Linked DNA regions of Sus scrofa: region 1 is linked to region 2. A link is a contact called in public Hi-C data. All regions are on one chromosome and are shown on one strand. The core of a region is the stretch at or near the end of the contact, and the rest is flanking DNA. Distances in the headings are between cores, read along the strand shown. Region 1 holds the start of PIGY (phosphatidylinositol glycan anchor biosynthesis class Y). Region 2 overlaps HERC3 (probable E3 ubiquitin-protein ligase HERC3).

What was found. A called contact is a pair of places that touch in the nucleus more often than the background predicts.
Region 1: a contact with region 2 is called in a Hi-C map of alveolar macrophages, with 2.4 times the contacts expected there. The contact joins the promoter of PIGY here to the enhancer-like site in region 2. A contact is called at or near these places in 1 of 5 promoter capture datasets (liver), 10 of 47 Hi-C or Micro-C datasets (alveolar macrophages, embryonic fibroblasts, fetal skeletal muscle and 5 more) and 1 of 2 datasets of contacts at active chromatin or transcription factors (alveolar macrophages).

Annotation. Positions count from the first base shown.
Region 1 is chr8:130,525,122-130,528,928 of Sscrofa11.1, forward strand. PIGY (phosphatidylinositol glycan anchor biosynthesis class Y) reads left to right here and starts at 2,450. Exons shown (of 2, transcript NM_001271967.1): 1 at 2,450-2,724. PYURF (PIGY upstream reading frame) reads left to right here and starts at 2,450. Exons shown (of 2, transcript NM_001271968.1): 1 at 2,450-2,724. The coding sequence starts at 2,522.
Region 2 is chr8:130,425,567-130,429,436 of Sscrofa11.1, forward strand. All of the region lies in intron 2 of HERC3 (probable E3 ubiquitin-protein ligase HERC3), which reads right to left. Among named protein-coding and RNA genes, the nearest start is that of HERC3, 40 kb to the right of the region's middle. Within about 2 kb of position 2,010, at least 3 of the 83 cell types and tissues checked have an H3K27ac peak or open chromatin away from gene starts, as enhancers often do. A contact at or near this core is called in alveolar macrophages, where this site is marked.

The DNA.
Region 1 (3,807 bases), core at 1,200-3,699, 100 kb after region 2:
AAAGATCCGAGCCATGCCAATAGTAAAAAGGACCCATTTCACAATTTTATACAATTTATACAATTTTATACATTCAGCTCAGGATACTACCATGCAGAAATAAGTTGGATTCCTTAATTTCTGAGGGCTGTTGAGAAACATTTTTGCTTTGACATCTTGCAACTTCATATTTACATGGTTTCGGCTAATACTTCACACTCTCAGATGTTCCTTAAATACTGGATGTTGATTTGGGGTGTTATAAACTTGAGATATTGTCGATATTTTGCTAGTACTCTCCATTTCTCCCCAATACTAATATAAATTAAACTGATCTGCTTCCAACCTTCTTCGTGGATGCACACTGAAGCTATTTATAACTGGTTAGAAAACTCAGTTGATGAGGCTCTATCAGCCAGGTGAGGTGAGTTGAGACTAAAAAGCTTGTCTTAAGCATGGGTGCTTGCTCCTACCTTGGGGGCTGGGTTCCGGCCTGGCCCACCAGAGCTAGCCAAAGTCAAGCTCTGCATTGCAATACCTTGCTGAACCCTCTTTCCTATACCTCACTCCTTCCCTAGAGCCCAAGGTATCAACTAACTACACCTGAAAAATTAATTCCTACTATGGTCTAGTGGGAAATAACATAGGAACTTAACAACGGGACCTCTTGAGGCTACATCCCTGACAGCTGCCTCAGGCTGAAATCTTTTGCACATTAGTGAACAAAGAGCATCCAATGATGTAGTAGATTTTTTAAAGTAGAGTGAACAGACAACACAAATTGCCTCTGCTTTTGCACTGCTGAGTGGAAGAGAAATTTGGACATACAATCTTGTATGTGTATCTATATATCCCTCAACTCCTATCCCCACCTCCCAGGAGCTCAAAGTGTGAAGTGGTAAAGCCCCAACGATGCAAGAAAAGATTCAATATTTAGCGAGACAACGAGAAAATTTGGACGTTCCCCTCGTGGCTCAGCAGGTTACGAACTCAACTAGTATCTATAAGGATGCGGGTTTGATCCCTGACCTCGCTCAATGGGTTAAGATCTGGCTTTCCTGTGGCTCTGGTGTACGCTGGCAGCTGCAGCTCGTATTTGAGCTCTATCTAGCTTGGGAACTTTCATGTGCTGCAGGTGCGGCCCTAAAAGGACAAAAAAAGGGGGTGGATTTTGATGACTAACCAAGAATCTTCTAGTATACTGGGCTGCAAAGAATAGAGAAAATAAAAATGACAACATATGCCATTAACTGAGCATTCATTTGCCACAGGCATTTTTCTAAATACTCTTTGCATTCATTAGCACATTTTAAGCCCCAGGATGGAATTATATGAGGTAGGAACAATAATTAATCTAATTACACAGATAAGAAAGCTGGGGAGGGAGTTCCCGTCGTGGTGCAGTGGTTAACGAATCCGACTAGGAACCATGAGGTTGCGGGTTTGGTCCCTGCCCTTGCTCAGTGGGTCAAGGTTCCGGCGTTGCCGTGAGCTGTGGTGTAGGTTGCAGACGCGGCTCGGATCCCGCGTGGCTGTGGCTCTGGCGTAGGCCGGCGGCTACAGCTCCGATTCGACCTCTAGCCCGGGAACCTCCATATGCCGCGGGAGCGGCCCAAGAAATGGCAAAAAGACAAAAAAAAAAAAAAAAAAAAAAAAAAGAAAAAGAAAAGAAAGCTGGGGAGTTAGGAGATTTGCGGGAGCCCTACAACTAGTAAACGATGCACCTGGGACCAAGGTGTCAGGCCCGGACCCCCGGCACTTACCTCCTACACTATAAGAAAGAGATCAAATCCGCATCATTTTCTGGGAGAGTCAGAAGCAAATGCGGGGCGAGAAAAAAACCACTGTGTGGATCACCCACTTAATTAAAGGACACAGTTACTTAGACTCCTTGCGGTTTCCAAGCTCATTTACAGAAGCAAATGAGTGGTGCTATTATTATGCCATTGAGCCCAGGGTAAGAAACTGGGCATCTTAAGTTTAAGAGGACTAAGCCATTCTTTTCCCGTTCTTATATTTTTTTTAATGAAAGGAGAAAAAAAAAAAGCCAAACAAGGTTATAGGAAGTGTGGTACTGCAAAGACTGACAGATACACATAAAACAAGTAATGCTTTTTAACATACCCAGTGTGACAGTGTGTTGGAAACCTCCTTTTGGTGATAACCACGGAGGTCCAAGTCTATCACTGTGTGACTCTGAGGTCCGGCCACTGGCTTCCTGGAGGCCCTGCGACAGGCCCTGGTGAAAACTCAGGACGCCTCCACTTGAGCGTGGGTTTTGTCTGCAACCTGCAAACGGGCAGGAAGAGCCGCAGAAAGCCCAGGCTGCAGGCGGGGCTCTCCATACCGAGCGGTGCCGCGGGAAAAGCAGTCGGGTCCCGAGCGCCCTCGGAACCAAAGAGCGGGCCTCCAGCCGTCGGGGGCAGCGTTTCCCGAGCACCGGGGGGCGGGGCCTGGCCGCCTGGGCGGGACTCCCCGGGATCGGCTGGAGCGGCCGGAGCGGCCCAGGGGGTGCGGAGGTCCGCGCGCCGGCGGCCAGACCATGCTGAGCGGAGCGCGCGGTCGGCTCGCCTTAGCGCTGCGAGGGACACGCGCGCCGCCGTCCGCGGTCGCCAGGAGGTGCCTGCACGCTTCGGGCTCGCGGCCGTCCGCGGACGAGAACAAGAAGGAGGGGAAACCGCCACGCGCCTTCGACCCGGCGCTGCTGGAGTTCTTGGTGTGCCCGCTGTCCAAGAAGCCGCTCAGGTAAGATTCGTCCGCTGCGGCTTTTCCCTGGTGGCCCCCTGTCGCCGGGGAGACGTTCAGGTCACCCGGGTGTTCTTCGCTGCCATGTTTTGGACCCGGGCCCGCCAGCTTCCCGGGTACTCGCTCCGCCGCGGGAAGGGCGGGAGGAGGCCCCAGCCGAGCCCCAGGCCTCCCGGACCAAACCGGCCACTCGCAGGCCTGGATCCTGGCGGGCAGCTTCTCCGCCGGCAGCGTTTTAGAATCTCGGGGGAATCCTTCTTAAAACGCAGATCTCTAGGCAACGCCCCACCCGGGCTCAATCCGAAGGCCTTGGGGCCGAGCCAGAGCAACTGCGTATTTTCTTGAAAGGATCCCAAGTGATCTTCCTGTACAGCCAGGGTTATGAACTCGGGATTCGGAAGACTAATCCATGGCATTCAGATTTTTAAGGCAAGGCGATGAAAAATGTGATAGCTTCCAGATTGTTGCGAAAACGCCGGGTAGGATCTTAAGCGCATCAGCTACGTGTGCGGCCCTTTGGTTTTTAGTTCTCGACCAGCCGGTTCTGTAAAGGCCTTCTTAACCTTTCACCTAGACTCTTTAGGATAAACATCTCTGCAGTTGCAGGCTGCTAAACCTGAACGTGGACAATACTAGCAAACACCGCAGTGTCATCAGTGGCTGCCTTTGGGTGGTAGATTGCTGCTTCCGTGGTTTCCTTCTCATGGATCAGTGAGGCAGGTGTTCTGATAAGCGAAGAAGCTGAATTTTCCTCTCGTGTCTGTTCCAGTAGTAAATTAGCTGGGATCGTTTGAGGGTTTAAAAGAGTCATGAAGGAATATTTGGATGAAAAGGAGAGATCTTTTCTTTTTTTTTTTCCACTAAGGCATAGCTTAAGAATAACGTGAAAAAGAAAATGAGAGAAACAGACTAAAATGGGAACAATTAGAGATTCCTTTTCTAAGAGAAATGGTTGAATTGGCTACTGCTGCTTTTAGAATGAAAAACAGTCTAATTCTGCTTTTCTGGCTCTAACTGTGTGAAGAATTGGATAAATGTTACTGTTTATTGAACCTCAGACTCTTCCGGGATTCATTTTGGTTT
Region 2 (3,870 bases), core at 760-3,259:
CTCCCTCATTTTCTTGGCGTCTGTGAAAGGTCCTTGGTCTAAACCATAGTCCAAGCTACTTTCTTATTTCCAGGTAGACATTTCGGAGGACCTGGGACCTCAACTCTAGAACCCAACTCACTTTAAAGTGACTGCCCCTTCCCTGACACAGTCACTTCCGTACAAGGAATTCTACCGTGTTCCTCAGCCAAAGCACCCCAATCGGAGTCAGTGTTGGCTTTGTTTTTAATTTTAATGATCAAAGAGTAAAACTGATGAGCTTTTTTAGTGCACAACTCTGAGTTTAAGCACATGTAACCAGGGCCAAAAGTCAAGACACGAACAGTTCCATCACCCCCCAAAAAGCCCCTCGTACCATTCCTTAGCCACTGACCCAACTCCTGGTGGCCACTGATCTGCTTTCTATCACGGTGGTTTTATATTTTCAATACCGTCACACTGACGGAGTCATAGAGTATTTGACCTTTGGAAACTGGATTCTTTCGCCCCATCTAACACCTCTGAGATTCACCCAGGTTGTCACATGTACCAAGAGTGTGTTCCTTCTTGTTAGGGAACAGGATTCCGCTGTGCTGTGGATGTACCACAAAGCACTGAGTCCAGTTTTAAGCGATTATAAATACAGATGCAATAAACACTCATACACAGGTTTCTGTGTGAAAATAAGTTTTCATTTCTCTGAAGTAAATACCCCGAAGTGGGTATTTTAACCTTCCTATACCGTTGGGTTATTTTTTAAACTCTAATATAATATCTGCATTCACTGTTTTATTTAACCATATTTAATGGAAGTATTGATATGTTTGGACGTATGCCCTTTGATGGTTTGCTTTCTATTTCTTCCCTGCTTTTCATTGCTTGCTTTCCTCATCCCCGCCTTCTTTTACATTAAACATGTCCGAGCATTCCATTTTAGTTCATTGTGTTTTTTGTATCTTGGTATATTTGACTGCTCTAGAGAGTACAGTATAAACAGCTTTTCAAAGTCAACTGAGAATCAAGAGTTTATCATTTCAAGTGGAATGTAGAAACTTTATGACCATACAGGTCCCTTTACTTCTCTCCCATACATATATAACAACACTATATATAATAACATATATATATTATATAATATATACATATATAGTCATCTTAACTACTGCATCCACATAGATTGAAGACTCTATCACAATGTTATAGCTTTTGCTTTCAATCGTCAAAAAATTTTAAAGCACCCGAGGAATTCCCGTTGTGGTGCAGTGGTGAATGAATTCGACTAGGAACTAGGAGGTTGCAGGTTCGATCCCTGGCCCTTGCTCAGTGGGTTAACGATCTGGCGTTGCCGTGAGCTGTGGTGTAGGTTGCAGATGCAGCTCGGATCCCATGTTGCTGTGGCTCTGGCGTAGGCTGGCGGCTACAGCTCCGACTGGACCCCTAGCCTGGGAACCTCCATATGCCGCAGGAGTGGCCCAAGAAATGGCAAAAAGACAAAATAAATAAATAAAGCCCCTGAGGAGAGACTGGTCTGTTATATTTACCCAGGTATCTGCTACTTGTTGCTCTTCCTTCATTACTGATGTCCCAATATTCTCTCCCGGATTCTTTCTGGTATCGTCTCCCTTCTGTCCAAGGAACTTTCCTGTTTAGTACAGGTCTGCCGGCTGTGAATTTTTTGCCTTTTCCTTCATCTCAAAGTGACTTCATTCCGCCTTCATTCATGAAGGCTTTTTTTTTTTTTTTTTTTCGCTATAAACAGAATTCTGGGTTGACTTCCTCCAGCACTTTAAAAACACCGGGCCACTTACAGGCTCCACAGTCCTTTCAATCACTGTTTCTCTGTAGGTAATATGTTGTTTTTCTTTGGCGACGTTCAAGTATTTTCTTTGCCTCTGGTTTTCAGAAATGTGATTATGACCTAGCTCAGTGTAGATTTCTTTGAATTTGTCTTGCTTGGTTTACTGGAATTCTTGATCTGTATATTGACATTTCCTGCCAAATGTGGAAACTTTCCAGCCATTACCACATTCAGCACCACGTGCTTCCTCCTCTCCTGCTAGTCCTCCAATGACACGAGGTTAGACCTGTGGTTCTTGTCCTGTGAGTCCCCGAAATCCTGTTCATTTTTCGTCCCAATCTGTTTTTAAATATCTGTTATGCAGATTGCATAATTTCTCTTCATCTATTTTCAACTTCACGGATTCCCTCCTCTGTCATCTCCATTCTGTACTGAAACCATCCAGTGAGATTTTCATTTTGATTACTGTATTGGTTCTTGACATCATCTATTTATTTGCAAAGAATTTCAGTTTTCCATTTGTTTCACAGCAGTTTTGAGTCGGTTTGCTGGGACGTCCCCATAATAGGGACGTCCTTCTCAGACAGTCCCAACACCTCTGTCCTTCCAGCGTTGGCAACACTGTTTCTCCCCGTGCTAACGGAGATTTCCCTGGGTTTTTATATGCTGACCATGACTGTATCGTGAACATTTTGCATATGATCAGATTCTGGGTCTTGGGGTTCCTGCTGTGGCGCAGTGGGTTAAGGATCCAGTGTTGCTGCAGCTGTGGTGTAGGTCACAGCAGTGGCTCAGATTCCATCCCTGGCCTGGGAACTTCCACACACCACAGGTGTGGCCAAAAAAGAAAAAGATTCTGGGTCTCATTTTAATCCTTGCTGAACATCAGAAATTTTGTTTCATTTTTCAAAGCTTCTGCAGTGTTACTTGGATTTGTGTCCTGCATGCACCTCACAGTGGCCAGTGTGGAACCTGAGGGGTAGTCTATTTGTTGGTTAAATTCTCAGAGTCACTCACATGCTTTGCAGGGTCAGATCCACACATACAGCTCAGCTGAGCCCAAGAGTTCCGAGATGACTACAGAGTTGCTCTTCCAAGCTCCTGCTTCTCTGAGATCTCTCCCTTTTCAGCTCTCCAGCCTACATACTGTACTTCCACAGCTGAGCCTGCCTCTGGGCCAAACGGCAGGAGGACCAGAGGGGGAAAATGGTCAACTCATTGCCAGTTCAGTGGTACTCTGAATTCCTAGTCTTCTTTCCCAATCCACCTGCCATTATTTGCTTCTCGGAGTCCTCAAACAGCTGCTGCATGTATTCGGTCCAAGTTTTACGGGTGCATTCAGTAGGACAGACAGCAAGGAATGTGCTTACTCTGTCCTGCCTGCAACTGGAAACCCAGAGTCTGATTTTTAAAATAACATTATTTTTTTTCCTGCTATGGGTTTTTGTTTTTTTTTTGTTTTGTTTTTTTTTTTTTAGCAGAGAAAGTCCACAAACTCTTTGTTTCATTGGCTGAATTAAAAAAAAAAAAAAAAAAGGCAAAGGCACAGCTCTCTCACAAATGCTCTAACTACAATTGGGTTTAACCTTCCCACAGAATGTACAGTGAAGGGCTGGACTCCTGGTGGCGGGCAGCGTCTCTGAGCAGCTGATGCTTCATTTAAGTTACCTGAGCATATTAAACACTGATTTGCTGAACCCTATGTATGACACCCCAAGTTCACACAATAATGAAACTAAATCCTTTCAACTAAAAAAAAAAAAAATGAGAGAGAAAGATTAGCTACGATAGAGGTCAGAGGAGTGGATCTCAGTTCAGGGCCAGGTGACTTTAATGTTGGGTTTTAACGTACACATACAGAGCCTCAAAACACTTACCACGAAGAACGTCTGAGAATATTTTTTAAAGCCCTAAATCTAAATTTACTATGGATGCTTTTAGATGCAACAAGCCCAATTCAATGAAAACAGAAGAGGCCTGTCACAGGCACAGGGAGGAGAGAAGGCGGTGTGTTTCTGAGTTATCAGCATTTCACTATCAGAGTAAGATCAGCGACAATGACTCAGTTATTTTCAGGAGCTCAAAACTGCCAA